2 separate regions of the Mus musculus genome follow, and region 2 is linked to region 1. The links are chromatin contacts, called in public HiCAR-type maps. All regions are on one chromosome and are shown on one strand. Each heading gives the region's core, a stretch centred on a gene start, on an enhancer-like site or on the middle of the called end of the contact. The rest is flanking DNA. Distances are from core to core; before and after follow the strand shown.

The links. HiCAR-type assays count read pairs that join an accessible place to other places.
Region 2: a HiCAR-type map of embryonic stem cells shows a contact between it and region 1, with 3 times the contacts expected there. The contact joins two enhancer-like sites. A contact is called at or near these places in 1 of 484 Hi-C or Micro-C datasets (liver), 2 of 115 datasets of contacts at active chromatin or transcription factors (embryonic stem cells and pancreatic cancer cells) and 1 of 9 other capture datasets (liver).

Annotation. Positions count from the first base shown.
Region 1 is chr3:21,889,618-21,896,384 of GRCm38.p6, forward strand. Gm31813 (a long non-coding RNA gene) reads right to left here. Exons shown (of 8, transcript XR_001783797.2): 4 at 4,480-4,556. Among named protein-coding and RNA genes, the nearest start is that of Gm31813, 71 kb to the right of the region's middle. Within about 2 kb of position 2,699, at least 67 of the 459 cell types and tissues checked have an H3K27ac peak or open chromatin away from gene starts, as enhancers often do. A contact at or near this core is called in embryonic stem cells, where this site is marked.
Region 2 is chr3:22,104,307-22,111,073 of GRCm38.p6, forward strand. The region is part of intron 1 of Tbl1xr1 (transducin (beta)-like 1X-linked receptor 1); the gene reads left to right. Among named protein-coding and RNA genes, the nearest start is that of Tbl1xr1, 31 kb to the left of the region's middle. Within about 2 kb of position 3,850, at least 8 of the 459 cell types and tissues checked have an H3K27ac peak or open chromatin away from gene starts, as enhancers often do. A contact at or near this core is called in embryonic stem cells, where this site is marked.

The DNA.
Region 1 (6,767 bases), core at 1,449-3,948:
TTTTCTATCACCTTAGTGAAGGTTTAAACATCATTGTGGAATAAAGGATGGAAGGACATAAGAAACAAAGAAGGCATAGAATGTCATGTCTTCTGGGCATGGCTTGGCCATTATATGCTTGAATGTTCAGTAGCTAGGACTACCTGCACAAGACCTATACAAACTGAGTCCATCAAAATCCCCCCATGAAGTGAGTGAGAGTGAGGGTCTCACCTGGTTCCACCTCTCTTAAAGAATTTATAGGCAGTTGCTGGGAGAGGGAACGGCATTTTCCTTAGTGATATAGCCATTGATACAATACAGCACAGATACTCCCATGCTCCTCTGAGGAACCCTAATTAAACTCATTGGTTTGCTAAGAAGATAAGAAAACAAAATCGTTTTTTTTTTAAATTAGGTATTTTCTTCATTTACATTTCCAATGCTATCCCAAAAGTTCCCCATAGGCTCCTCCCCGACTCCCCTACCCACCCACTCCCACTTCTTGGCCCTGGCGTTCCCCTGTACTGGGGCATATAAAGTTTGCAAGAACAATGGACCTCTCCTTCCACTGATGGCTGACTAGACCATCTTCTGCTACATATGCAGCTACAGACACAAGTTCTGGGGGGTACTGGTTAGTTCATATTCAAAACTGTCTTTTTAAAAATAAATAAAAAGACAAGACAAGCTACTTAAGAAAAATGAAAATAAGGCAACTTTATAATCACAGCACTTGGCATTTGCAATGAAATTTCAAGGAGGGAAGAAAACACCCAAGAAAGGGTTTCATTGAGGTGGAAAGATTCTGAGCTGAACTGGCAGAAGAGGCCAAACTGGAAATTCAAAAACGTCTTATTTACAGAGAAGGTAAATCATAGGCTGGCTGGGCTTGGGGGCTTGGAGCTGATGTTAGAGTTCTCACATCACTCCAGCTGGTTGAAGAGATCTGGTCAGGCACTGCAGGAAATGATGCTTCTCCCTGAACCATGGGGTGCAAACAGTTTTGCAGAAGCAATTCATGCTTAGCTGCCATCTTCCTTTGATTCTTGCCCCTTTCCAAATGGATCTTAATTTTCAAGTTATGTTTTGTGATAAATATTGAGAGATTTTTTTTCAATCGATTTTTTTTAAACAAGTGTATATCAGGATGGTCTAAAACTCAATTAGTAAAATATGCCTTTTAAAATTATTGTATTTCTTAATAGTATTAGGCAAACACACATGCTCACACATATGTGTGTGTGTGTGTGCCTATGTATGTTAAACATGCACATATGTACATGATGGGGTTCTGTACATGTCTCAGGACACATATGTAGAGGCCAGAGGAAAACGCTGTGGACTCTGTTTTCTCTTCCACCTTTCCCATGGGTTCTGGGGATTGAACACACATTGCCAGACTTGCTGTCTTACTTCCTGAGTCATTTTGCCAGTTCTATTTTAGAGCGCTTATTCATGAGTGTATTCATGTATAAAATTTTGGATTTCCTTCTTGCCCTTTCCCAGTACTAAGGTCAGATCACGCCTACCATATGCTTTCATTCCCCTCACACGCCTCTTCTTCCCAAATGTGTGCTATGATTTAGAAAGCATATCTATTGGGGTTTATAACTTAGAATCAGAAACTTAGAACACCCACGATACAATTTGCAAAACACAAGAAACTCAAGAAGAAGGAAGACCAACGTGTGGATACTTCATTCCTCCTTAGAATAGGGAATAAAATACCCATGGAAGGAGTTACAGAGACAAAGTTTGGAGCTAAGACGAAAGAATGGACCATCCAGAGACTGCCCCATCCGGGGATCCATCCCATAATCAGTCACCAAACCCAGACACTCTTGCATATGCCAGCAAGGTTTTGCTGAAAGAACCCTGATATACCTGTCTCATGTGAGGCTATGCCAGTGCCTGGCAAATACAGAAGTGGATGCACATAGTCATCTATTGGATGGAACACAGGGTCCCCAATGGAGGAGCTAGAGAAAATACCCAAGGAGCTGAAGGGGTCTGCAACCCTATAGGTGGAACAACAATATGAACTAACCAGTACCCCCAGCTCGTGTCTCTAGCTGCATATGAGGCAGAAGATGGCCTAGTCGGCCATCATTGAGAAAGAGGCTCCTTGGTCTAGCAAACTTTATATTCCTCAGGAGAACGCCAGGGCCAAGAAGTGGGAGTGGGTGGGTATGGGAGCAGGGCCGGGCCGGGGTGGGGGTGGAGGGTATAGGGATAGCATTTGAAATGTAAATTAAGAAAATACCTAATAAAAAATATATTAAAAAAAGAAAAAAAAGAATGGTCCAAATACAGCTACTGCATAATTTTCAACGGAAGGCCCCTTCAGATAACAGTGCTGCAAATAGTCCCACTACCACCTTCTCCTTTGGAATAGGGTGTCCTTCCAGAGCAAACAAGAGTGTACTGTGCTCCCTGGTTCTGCTTCTAGCTGCTTCGGTCGCCTCCATTTCTCTTGGAGATGATTGAATTATCTACGTAAAGATGAAACAGCTAATCCTTGGGGTGGGGGTGGGGAGAGAATTGATTCGTGGCCAGCAGACATTTAGTCTCAAAGCAACTGGGGACGCTCCGGAAGTGATTAGTGCTAACAGAAGCCTTGGTTCTCCTGGCAGGCTAAATGCTTTAGAAACACCAGGGAGAGGGAAAGAGCTTTGTGTTTCTTCCTAATAAATCTCCCATCTTATTGTCAGAGGCAGTTTGCCCTCCTGGGGGCCTGGGCTCCAATCTCAGCCTTTTGCAACTGAACTCTGCCTTGCCTGATGTCCATTTCCATCACAATGGCTTACTGGGTTCTAAAAGAGACAATCTGCCACACCAGGCTTCTCAATTTCTCTGCCCCTCCTTCCCTCCCCACCAATCACGTCTTGACCTCCCCCCCCCCCCCCCCCGCCTCCTGGCTCAGGTACTCCCTGCTTCCCATCCTTGCTCTTGCTCCAGGGATCTCTTTCTGTAAATCCTCTGAGAGAATTCCTGGATTAAATTTGAAGTAAAGCATTACAAACCTCTAACTCGGTGTCAATTACTATTTGGCACTACATTTTATGAGGAAGAAATGCAATAAAACAGCAATTTCTAAATTTAACCCGCATTACATAATATAATTATTTATTGCAGAAGATGTTGTTTATACATCACCCACGTTATTGATTGCTATGAAAAAGGCAATGTACAGGAAGCCATACAAATTGATCAATAGTTAAAGTGATTAATCAAATATTTAATTTGTTTCCATAAATTTTAGTCCAGTACGTGTTTCACATCACACAATGTAGCTATGAACTATAACTCCGCTCCCCAGCAAGACGCACAGAGAAATGTCTTTCTTCTATTTCTGAAATGCTGCAAGAGAACACTAAAGCTGAGTAAACCATATTTGTCTTTCACACTCCCACCCATCCTCATTTTGCTCCCACTACTAACAACCCAAAGCTGAAACCACTTAAGGATTATAATTATCCCTCATCATGATCGACTGTGTGATGACGAGGCTGCTACCCATCACAAATGATGTTGCTGGAAAGGAAAGATGTGCAGCCCAGAGACATTCCCTGCTTTGTTTTTTGCTTTATCCCCTCCTCCAGGCAGAGGGAGGGAGGGATGAAATTCAGTCAGGAAAACAATTAGCTTGCCTAGCTTCACTGCACTGTGATATCAAATCACACAGCAATTAAGAGCTCCAAAGAGCCCCAGGTTGGTTTCACGCACATTCAAGGATGTAAACCGATCTGTACCCGATGAGCTAAGGCTGGACTGCAAATGAAAAAGTCAGAAGAGGTAAGCAGTGTAAAATTCCATTCTCTGCCTAATCACACTTCACTAATGGTGATATGCGCTCAGAGTACCTCTCAGTCGGTACACAGAACATTTGCATGTCTCCTCAAGCCTTGATAGATGGCTACAGAATTCTACCCTGTGACTTCTCTGGCAATACATGTCAAATGCAAAAGGCTAATATTTTCAGAAAAAATATATATACATTTGATGGTGAATAAAAAGGATAAGTGAAGTGTCCCATGGTGGGGCTACAGAGACGGCCCACTCAGGAAAAGTTCATCCCGTGTAAACATTTGAACCTGACTTCAATCCCTATTACCCATGTAAAACGTCTGGTGTGATGGTTGGTGAATCTAAGCAGTGGGCAAGTGGGAACAGGTGGATCCCTGGGGTTCACTGGCCAACCAGCATAGCCTAATGGGCAAGCCCCAGGTTCCAGTAAGAATCACTGCCTTTAAGAAAAACATGATACATAGCTCCTGAAGAATTAAACCTGAGACTGACATCAGGCTTACTCATGCATGCGCACAAACATGCATTTCACGGATACACAAGTGTGCATGGACACACAGCTGAACATACACAAAGAGGACAAGAAAAGCGTCATCTTTCCCATCACCAAAGTCTTAACTGTTGAATTTGGCACAGAAATCTCCAAAGGCAGACAAGTGCGGGAGAGTTTTAACGGTAGGAGAACATTACCCATCTTCTTCTTCTCCCTTCTTCCTTTTTGCTCTTGAAACAGGGTCTCTACCAAGCTCGGAGTTGTTAGGTTTTTACTATTTAAAAAGAAAACAAGAAAGAAAATGCCTTTATCTTTAAAACAAAACAAAACAAAACAAAAAACTGCCAGCATACATTATAAAACCTTCAAAATAAATGCTTTTTGTTTTAAAGCAGGTACTGTAGCCTGCCCTAGGCCCCACATACAGCCAGAGATGACCTTGAACTCCTGATCTCCCTGCTTCCACTTTCACTGGGATTATAAGCGACTCGGCTTCATCCCCTCTTTCTGTTTTTATAGATTTGTTTGTTCCTAATTGAGTGCTTTTCTCTTAGATAGCTTTGTTACACTTGGACGTGTTATGTTATAAGGCACCAGAGTTCCCAGTACAAAGTAAGCCATGACGGCTCCTTTTCTCTTGCTTCTTTCTTCTCAGAAGCTTTCTCTGTCACTTAACTATGGATTTAAGAAGAAATAAAATGGAACATGGCAGATATTAGTTTGCCTATGGCCCTGTGAATGGCCCCACACCTATGTGCATATGGGCAGCATTAATTGGCCTCAGGAGGTTATTAATACAAATAAAGAAAGAAGGCATGAGGTCAGGAAAGAGGTGTGGGAGAGGAGCAATAGGATGAGTTGGAGGGAGGTTAATGATGGATGGGTTTGATCAAAAGACATTGTATAAATATATGCCATTGTCGAAAATAAAAATATTATTTAAAAAGAAATAAAGTATGTTATATGGTTCTCTTGTTTTTTTAAACAGACTCTTCATTTTGGAATAATTGTACATTTATAGAAAAAATCAAAATGGTAAATTAGAAAGTGTTCACACATTGCTCATCGTCCTCCCCATTTTGCAACTTAACATTAACATGTACCACTTCCAAAATTAGGAAGCTGACATCTTTGGGTCGCTAGTAGTTGCCCTCCAGAATTAATTAGTTGCAGCTCTGTCCCATTTTTCATTTACAATCCTGTCCTCTCTTTATTTCAGGTTTCAAAGCTTGAGATCTTGCTTGGGGCGTCAAGTCATCTAGTCTACCGGGTCTGTGGGAGACATCTTTGTTTACAGTGACCTGGACAAAGAATCTTAATTTTCTTTTCTTTTTTTTTTTTTTTAAAGATGTATTTATTACATGTAAGTACACTGTAGCTGTCTTCAGACGCACCAGAAGAGGGTATCAGATCTCGTTACAGATGGTTGTGAGCCACCATGTGGTTGCTGGGATTTGAACTCTGAACCTTCGGAAGAGCAATCGGGTGCTCTTACCCACTGAGCCACATCACCAGCCCAAGAATCTTAATTTTCAAAGCAATATTATTATTTCTAGGACCTTTGCAATAATTAATATTTAACAACTATGGAAAACTTGTCACATGAAAAATGTGTACATGAGGTCACACCCACCCACCTGACCCTGCCAGGTATATATTACCCCAATGTTTATGAAGACAAGCAACTACTAGATACCCCAGCTGAAACTCTTTAATTCTCTAGCAACTATTCCAGGAGACCTTCAGTGTTGCTCAGCCAAGTGAGTACTGAAATCCTAGGAGGTAGGTGTTCACACCCTGAGTAAACACTCCATATGGGTGCTCTGTGCCACACCAAGGACACTGTGTGGGCCGGTTCCTATGGCAATGGCCTGTCTCATGACCAGTCTATCTTTCACCATTCATTAACCTGTCACTCCTGCCTTCAGTGGCCATCTATTAAACACCTGCTAAATGCCAAGTGGTTCTCTAGTGTTTTGGAGCATGGAAGGGAAAGATGATAATAACACATGCAGACCTTACAGAACAGTGGGTTCCGTGATCTACTCACTGACAGAGTGTACAGGGTCACAGGAACAAGTGAGTCAGACTAGAGAGGAGAGGCAGCTCCCACAAAGACACTACTCAAGGAACCACAAATGCAATGCCCAGGTCAAGAAGGGCTGATAATAAGCAAAACGGTCGATCCAGGTCAAATGAGAACCTAGAAGCAAGTCACAGAAGCCCAGTGGCATGCAGTTACCATCTGTGACTAGACAATTTAGGAATATGGTATTTAACAGGGCTCCAGGAAATGTCTGGTACCCTGAAGGTGCCCCTGATTCCCAGATACTAGCCATTCCCAGGGCCTTAGCGAAGAGAATAAATCAGAGTCAGTTACTAGATGATACATGGAGAAGAATGTGAAAGTGTTTAACATGAACACGTGAAAGTCTATGGCTGAAATCTTGACCAGTGCAGAAGACAAGGAAGGAGAATGGAAAGT
Region 2 (6,767 bases), core at 2,600-5,099, 220 kb after region 1:
GAAATGAATCAGGAGAGAGAAATCCCACCGGGGCCAGGCTCTTAAGCTGACTTCGCAGTTGAAGAACTAGCCTGTTTTTGTTTTCTTTTTTGTTGTTGTTTTTCCCCATTCTAGGTTTAGGAATCTTGGCAGATGTTTCTGATTCTGTAATCCCTGAGTCTCCCTTAAATCTCTGGGTGTCTAGTTTTGTTTTTTGAACATGGGACCACTGGTCACCCAACATTGATTATAAGATAAATACCTTCAGATAGTATGCTACAATTAATGAATGTTCATGTGTGAGAGTGAGCCAACAAGCAGCATTCATTCCTTCGTGGTTTCTGCTTTGGTTCCCTTGCCTGACGACAGCTTAAGGATGTAATGTGACCTAGAAGTATAGTCTCAACATACACTTTACTTGCCTAAGCTGCTTTTCGTCAGTGTTATCACAGCAGGAAACTAGGTTTAGGCTGGTCCCAGAGTTGGTATGCTTTCAGGATTATTAGTGGCTGTCCAGTGTTCTGTATTGTATTCAGCCAGGATTTATATGTTGCTCTGTAGCCTTTTCCTGATCATATTATCCTTCAGGCCTGACATTGACTTAACTCCTGTTCTTGCTTCTGAGCTGGTTCCTGCAAGTAGCCCTTGCAAAAAAAGGTATAGTGCATGTTTAGAATTGTGCCATGATGTCTTGGCCGGAGCAGGGTCTTGTTTTCTGTGTGCACACACTGTCATTGCAGTGTGCTATGCATAAGAGCTGCTCTGCTCCTGTTTGTATCATGTACTGTATGTGTGAGAGACAAGGTATCAGTAGTCCAGGCTTGTCTTAAACTTGTTATGTAATTAAAAGTGACCTTGTTCTGATGCTCCTGCCTCTCTCTACCTCTGAGTGCTGAGATTATAGGCATGTACCTGTCTATACCTACATATGTAGTCACATCCTTGTGCTGGGGTTCGAGCACAGGTCTTGGGCATATCAGGAAGCAGCAGCCTGCCCACTGAGCTGCATCCCCAGTCCTTTCACATTAGCTTTAATTAACTTAATTATTGTGCTCTTCATTCTTATGAGTCTCTGAGTTATTTTAAAGAGGGTTGGTATAATTCTAGATTAGAATAATTCTTTGTTGGGGAAGAATTATCTTGAACTGTTAAATCTTGACCTTGCCATTTCCCAAGGGCAGTGCACTGATCCCAAGGTTGTAAAAGGTTGTGCTGGTGGATGCATGCCATCATTACAGAGCACCCTGCGTGGGCATGTAAGCAAAGATGAGCATGAACTCCAGCCACTTTGCTGAAAGCTGCCTGGAAAACAGAAAAAGCAGAGGGGTATGGGAGGGAGAGGAAGGGGTGAAAGGAAAGAGCCTGGGCGACTGATACCTTGTCTCACACATATGGAAGCAATATACTCCCTCAATTAGGGCTAGATGGAAGACAGCGTGTGGAGTATCAAACGTGGAAGGAAACCATCATGTACCGAAGGCTGGCTTTGAACGTCCATCTTCCTACTTACATCAGGGATATCAGGAATAAGGCATGCACCACCACTTGGAGCTATGAGGTGTTTTTAAGCACAGATGACTCATATGGCTTATTTCACCATCATGAAGGGACAGTATCGTTGGGGAGCAGTGGCACCTTGTTCTGCTGCATCAAACAGGCTTACTGTAGATCCTGCTGCACTCAGAGTCTGCAGTATGTTCTCTCAGCTGCTGTGAACCTCAGAACAACTTTTTACTGCTCAAGGATAAAAGAGTCCCACTAGACTACATTTCATTTGCCCTAAAATCTGTTACATACAATTAATTCCAAATTGGTTCAATCAGATAACAATGGGGGAAATTCAGGAATAAATCCAATATAATTATAGTGAATTAATATTTGCTTGGGCTGGCTGTGCTGAAATCCTTCTCAAACAGCTACTGCCTATTGCCAGTCTACTGTCGGGTCTTGAGGACCTATTGAGTGCTACCATCACTCCTTGCAGCATAAACTTGACTTCTCCAGATCTGCGTGATGTAAGCCATTCTGTCCTCCAGCTTTTATAGAGAGCTGCCGTGCATAAAGGCATTTCCCTCACCCACTGAATCGTGTACATACACATACATACATGTACACACACATGTACACACACGCACACACATATATATGGGCACATATATATAAGCTATATTCTCAGTGGTCCTGAAGGTTGAAGCCAGGGCCTCACTCTGCTAGGCAAATAGTCTTGAGGCTGTACATCCAACTTATTTTTCTAGGTAACAATAGATTCTGTGGGCATCATCTCTCAAGACTTCTATCACCTGATCACCTCCCATCCCCCCCTTCTGAGACAGGTCTAAACATATACCCTAGTTTGGCCTGGAACTTGAACTTCTTCTGCCCCTGTGTCCCTGGGATTCTCAGCCTGTGCCACCCAGCCCAATATTTTCTTAGAATAACTGACTGTTAGGAGCACATTATTCAGTTTCTGATGATTTTACTTTCCTGAGAACTCTCCAATGCTGATTGCTGATTTTATTTCACTGTTCTCACATCTGTTAGGCCAGTTTGTTTGATAATATTCAAATCTTTTATTTAGCATTTCCTGATTTTTCTGTTCCCTCTTTAGTCAGTAACAGAGAATAAGATACTTAACTTGCTCGGCCCTAAGTTCTGTTTCTTTGTGGAACTTTGTTTTTGCTTTATTGATTTTGAAGTAATAGGATGAGGTTTATGAACGCTTAGTGTTTTGTTTTTCCTCTGTGTTGTGGTGGCCCTTTATTATTACTTTTTTACCGTGCTCATATTCTGTGCTCTGACAGTCTGTGTACCTGATGTTTCTGCTGTCATTTCATCTCTCTCTGTAGTGGAGCTGGCATGGTCTGTGTGTTTCCCTCTTGATTTGTTTTCAGTCTGATTATATGTGAGGTCTGCTTATGTATGATGTGGAGTGGTCTTGCTTGTTGAGCTAGTTTCCCTCTCTGCTTTGGATTAATAGAAACACTTCATTGTACCGGCTTACTGCTTTAGGCTGTTAGGTCAAGCTCTATGGTGTAGGCGTTTAAACTCACCACCCACCTTGAAGTGCTACTTAAGGGCTTACCATTCTCCTCACCCCATTATCCACTGTATGGTAAATGGATCCATCTGGTATTGCGTTCTGCCTTAGTAGAACGTTTCTTATGCAGCAGAACTGCTGGTTATTAGTCTACTTTTGTAGATCTGAAAGAGTCATTCCATCTTCTCTGCTGACTAGTTTTATATCAACCTGAAACAAACTAGAGTGAGCATAGAAGTGAGAACGTCAACTGAGAAGATGTCTCCTAAGGTTGGGCCGCAGTGAGGCCTGCTAAGTCCTGTTCTTAGTGATTGAGGGGGAGGCCCAGTCCATAGTGGGTAGGCCTCCCCTGAGGTGGTCGTCCTGGGTCCTATCACATTGCAGGCTGAAGGAATTCTAAGGAGCAAGCTAATAAGCAGCACCCTTCATGGGCTCTGCCTCAGCTCCTGCTTCCAGGTTCTTGGCCTGTTTGAATTCTTGCCCTAACTTCTTCAATGATAAGCAGTGATGGGAAGTGTAAACTGAATAATCCTTTTCCTTCTCAAGTTGCTTTAGTCATGGTGTTTAATCACCACAAAGATAACCTAACTATGAAACTTTCATTTTTATTTATAAAGTTTAATGTTTTATTACTCTTATTTTTAAATGTTTATATGTGTGTGTACATCCTGACTCATGGGTAGAAGTCAGGTATCAACTTTATGGAGTTGGTTCTCCTTCCTAGGGATCCAGCCATGTCAGCCTTTGCAGGATTGGCCTTCTGCTGCTAAGCCATTTTACTAAGCTGGCTTAGTACTTGGGCTTTACAGTTAGCATACAAAGCAATAGGTTTCCTTACTCTGCTCTCACTCATACTTTGTTCTTACTGAACTTCTCCAGTTGCTTCCATTTCCTGACTCCTGCTGTTCTCCCCCCACCTCTTTTTGTTGGCAACTTTTTGCTTCTCTGACTTGAATTCATGTACCTTCCTCCTCCTTAAGCTCTCTTCTTCTCTTTCAAGGACCCCTTTCTAGGACATCCCCACCCCTAATAATACTTGTAAAAGAACTAAATTCTAGGATTTGCATAGGGAGAAAATGTGGTAGTTGACTTTTCCAAGTCAGAGTTATCTTAGCACAGATGTGGAATATATGTTTTCCTGTAAATGTCTTGATTTCAGTGTTTTGTAAGGCTAAATAAAATTCTATTTTGTACATTAATCACATTTTCTTTATCTTTTTTATCAGTTTATAAGGCATCTAGGCAGGTTCTATCTCTTGGGTATTGCTCTGTGGTATGTAGACGTTTCTACGACATGCCCAGAAAGGTTATGTCTGGGTCAGGTGACAGTTTTTGATTTCCATAGTGGCTATACTTATTTTTCCTACCAGCAGTGGAGGGGTTACTCTCTCCCACTTCTCAGCATGTGTTTGCTATTCTCTTGCTGTTAGCCATTCTTTTTGTGGTGCATTGGAATCTCAGCACTACTGTATTCCCCAAATTGATAAGGTTATTGAACAGTTTTTCAAATATTTAGAATACATACAATTTAAAAATGTGTATAACAATTAATAATAATAATAATAATAATAATAATAATAATAATTTTGTGTGCAAGGGTTTTTACATGCATGTGTGTTTACACTTTTGTGCATGCTATGCCCTCAGAGACCAGTGGAGGAGGATGGATCCTCTGGGACTGTAGTCATAAGACTGTTATGAGGTACTATATGGGTGCTGGATACTGAACCTAGGTCCTCAGAAAGAACACCCAGGGCTCTTAACTGCTGAGCCATCATTTCAGCCTCACTGTTTTGAGAATGTATTCAGTAGTAATTGGGAGGTCTTATTTTCTTTATATATTCTAGACACTAGCCTCTCTAATGTACTGTTGGAGGTGATTTTACACACCTCTGCCTATTCTTCACACTGACTTTTATTACTGACAGTTGTTTCTTTTGCTGTTCAGAAGCCTTTTAATTTCATGTTTTCCCATTTGCCAGATATGGAGGCGATTTCCTGTGCTATTGGAGTTGTTTCAGAAAGTTATTCAACATTTTAGTGTTTTAGATCTTACATTAAGGTCTGTGATCCAGTATGAGTTGATTTTTGTGCAAGGTGAGAGATGAGAATCTATTTTTATTCTGCATGGGAATATCTAGTTTCCCTGCACCATTATTTGGAGAGGCCTTTTCCCATGTATATTTTTATGCTTTTGTTATAAATTTCATAGTGGGGTAACTCTGTTCAGGTACCATGTTGTCTGTGGAGTGATTTGAGGTCAGGCATTAAAATGTTTTGGGTCAGTGTTAGTTTCCTTCCTTCCTTCCTTCCTTCCTTCCTTCCTTCCTTCCTTCCTTCCTTCCTTCCTTCTTCCCGCCTTTCTTCCTTTTTTTCTTTTTCTTTTTTTTCCTTTTTTAAATGTCTTTGTGTACAGGTGTTTTGTCTGCATTTTTATCTGTATAATATGTGTGTGCAGTGCCCATGGGGTCCAGAAGAGGGCATTGGATCCACTGGAACTGGAGTTCTAGATGGTTGTGAGCCACCATGTGGTTGCTGGGAAATGAACCTAGGTCCTCTGGAAGAGTGAGCACTCAGTGAGCCATCTCCCTAGACCCTGCTGAATTGTGTTGACAGTAGTGGTCTTTCTTTGAACCAGGTTGGTCTGGAGGTTACTTTGTAGCCCAGGCTGCTCAAAGTACTAGTGATGCCCCTACCTCACCATCCCAAGTGCTGGGATCACAGATGTACCATCAGTCCTGGCTTTCCAGTAGTATTCTTTGTGTTTAGGTTCCTTTGGCTCTTTGGAGTATTTTATGTTTCTATATGAACTCTAGTTCTGTGAAAAACTAAAATTTTGGTAGGCACTGGCATTGGATCTGCTGTAGCACCTTTTGGTACATTATTTTTTCAGAATATTACTTCCACCTGTCTATGAGTGTAGAAGGTCTTTCAATACAGTAAAAAAAAATTCAGTATCTTTCAGATCTTAAAAGTTTCATGCAGAGGTCTTCCTTCTACTTTTTTGTGTAGGTCCATTGGTGGGTGTTTTATTTATTTTTAAACTATCACAGGATATTTGTTTTGATTTTTTTTTTTTATTTACAAAGTTTGCTAATTGACTTATAGGAAAGCTACTGATATGATATATATGTATATTTGTATCCTGTGGGCTTAGGACATTTCTGGTCAAGTCTTTAGGTGTGTTTAATAAGCAAATATAGATAAATTGTCTATCTTTTAATTCTCTTACTGCTCTAGCTAAGAGAATACTTTGATGAATGAAAGTGATGAGAGGGGACACTCTAGTCCTTTTGCAGATTTTGGAGGATTTTTTTTTTCCTGTCTATTGTTGGCTAATATTTTTGTCATGCATAGCCTTGGCTCTGCTGTGTGCTGTCTTTTCATTGTTTAATCCTTGAGGACTTTTTATCAGGACAGGATTTTGAATTTTGTCATAGCGCATTGAGATGACCATGTGGTTTCTATTTTTAAGTCTATTTATGTGTTGTAATACATCTTTAAACTTATGTATTTGAGCAAACCTTGCCTTCATAGAAGAAACTTAATTAATGTGGTATATGTTCATTGTAATGTATTCTTAAATTTGATTTGCTGGCAGATAATTGAAAGTTTTCACATCTGTGTTTATCACAGAACTAGATCTATAACTTTCCTTTTTGTTGTGTCATCTGGTTTTGATACCAGCAACAACACCTGTTTTTTAGAATGAAATTCAGTAGTATATATTCTCTTCTGCTTCGTTTGAGAA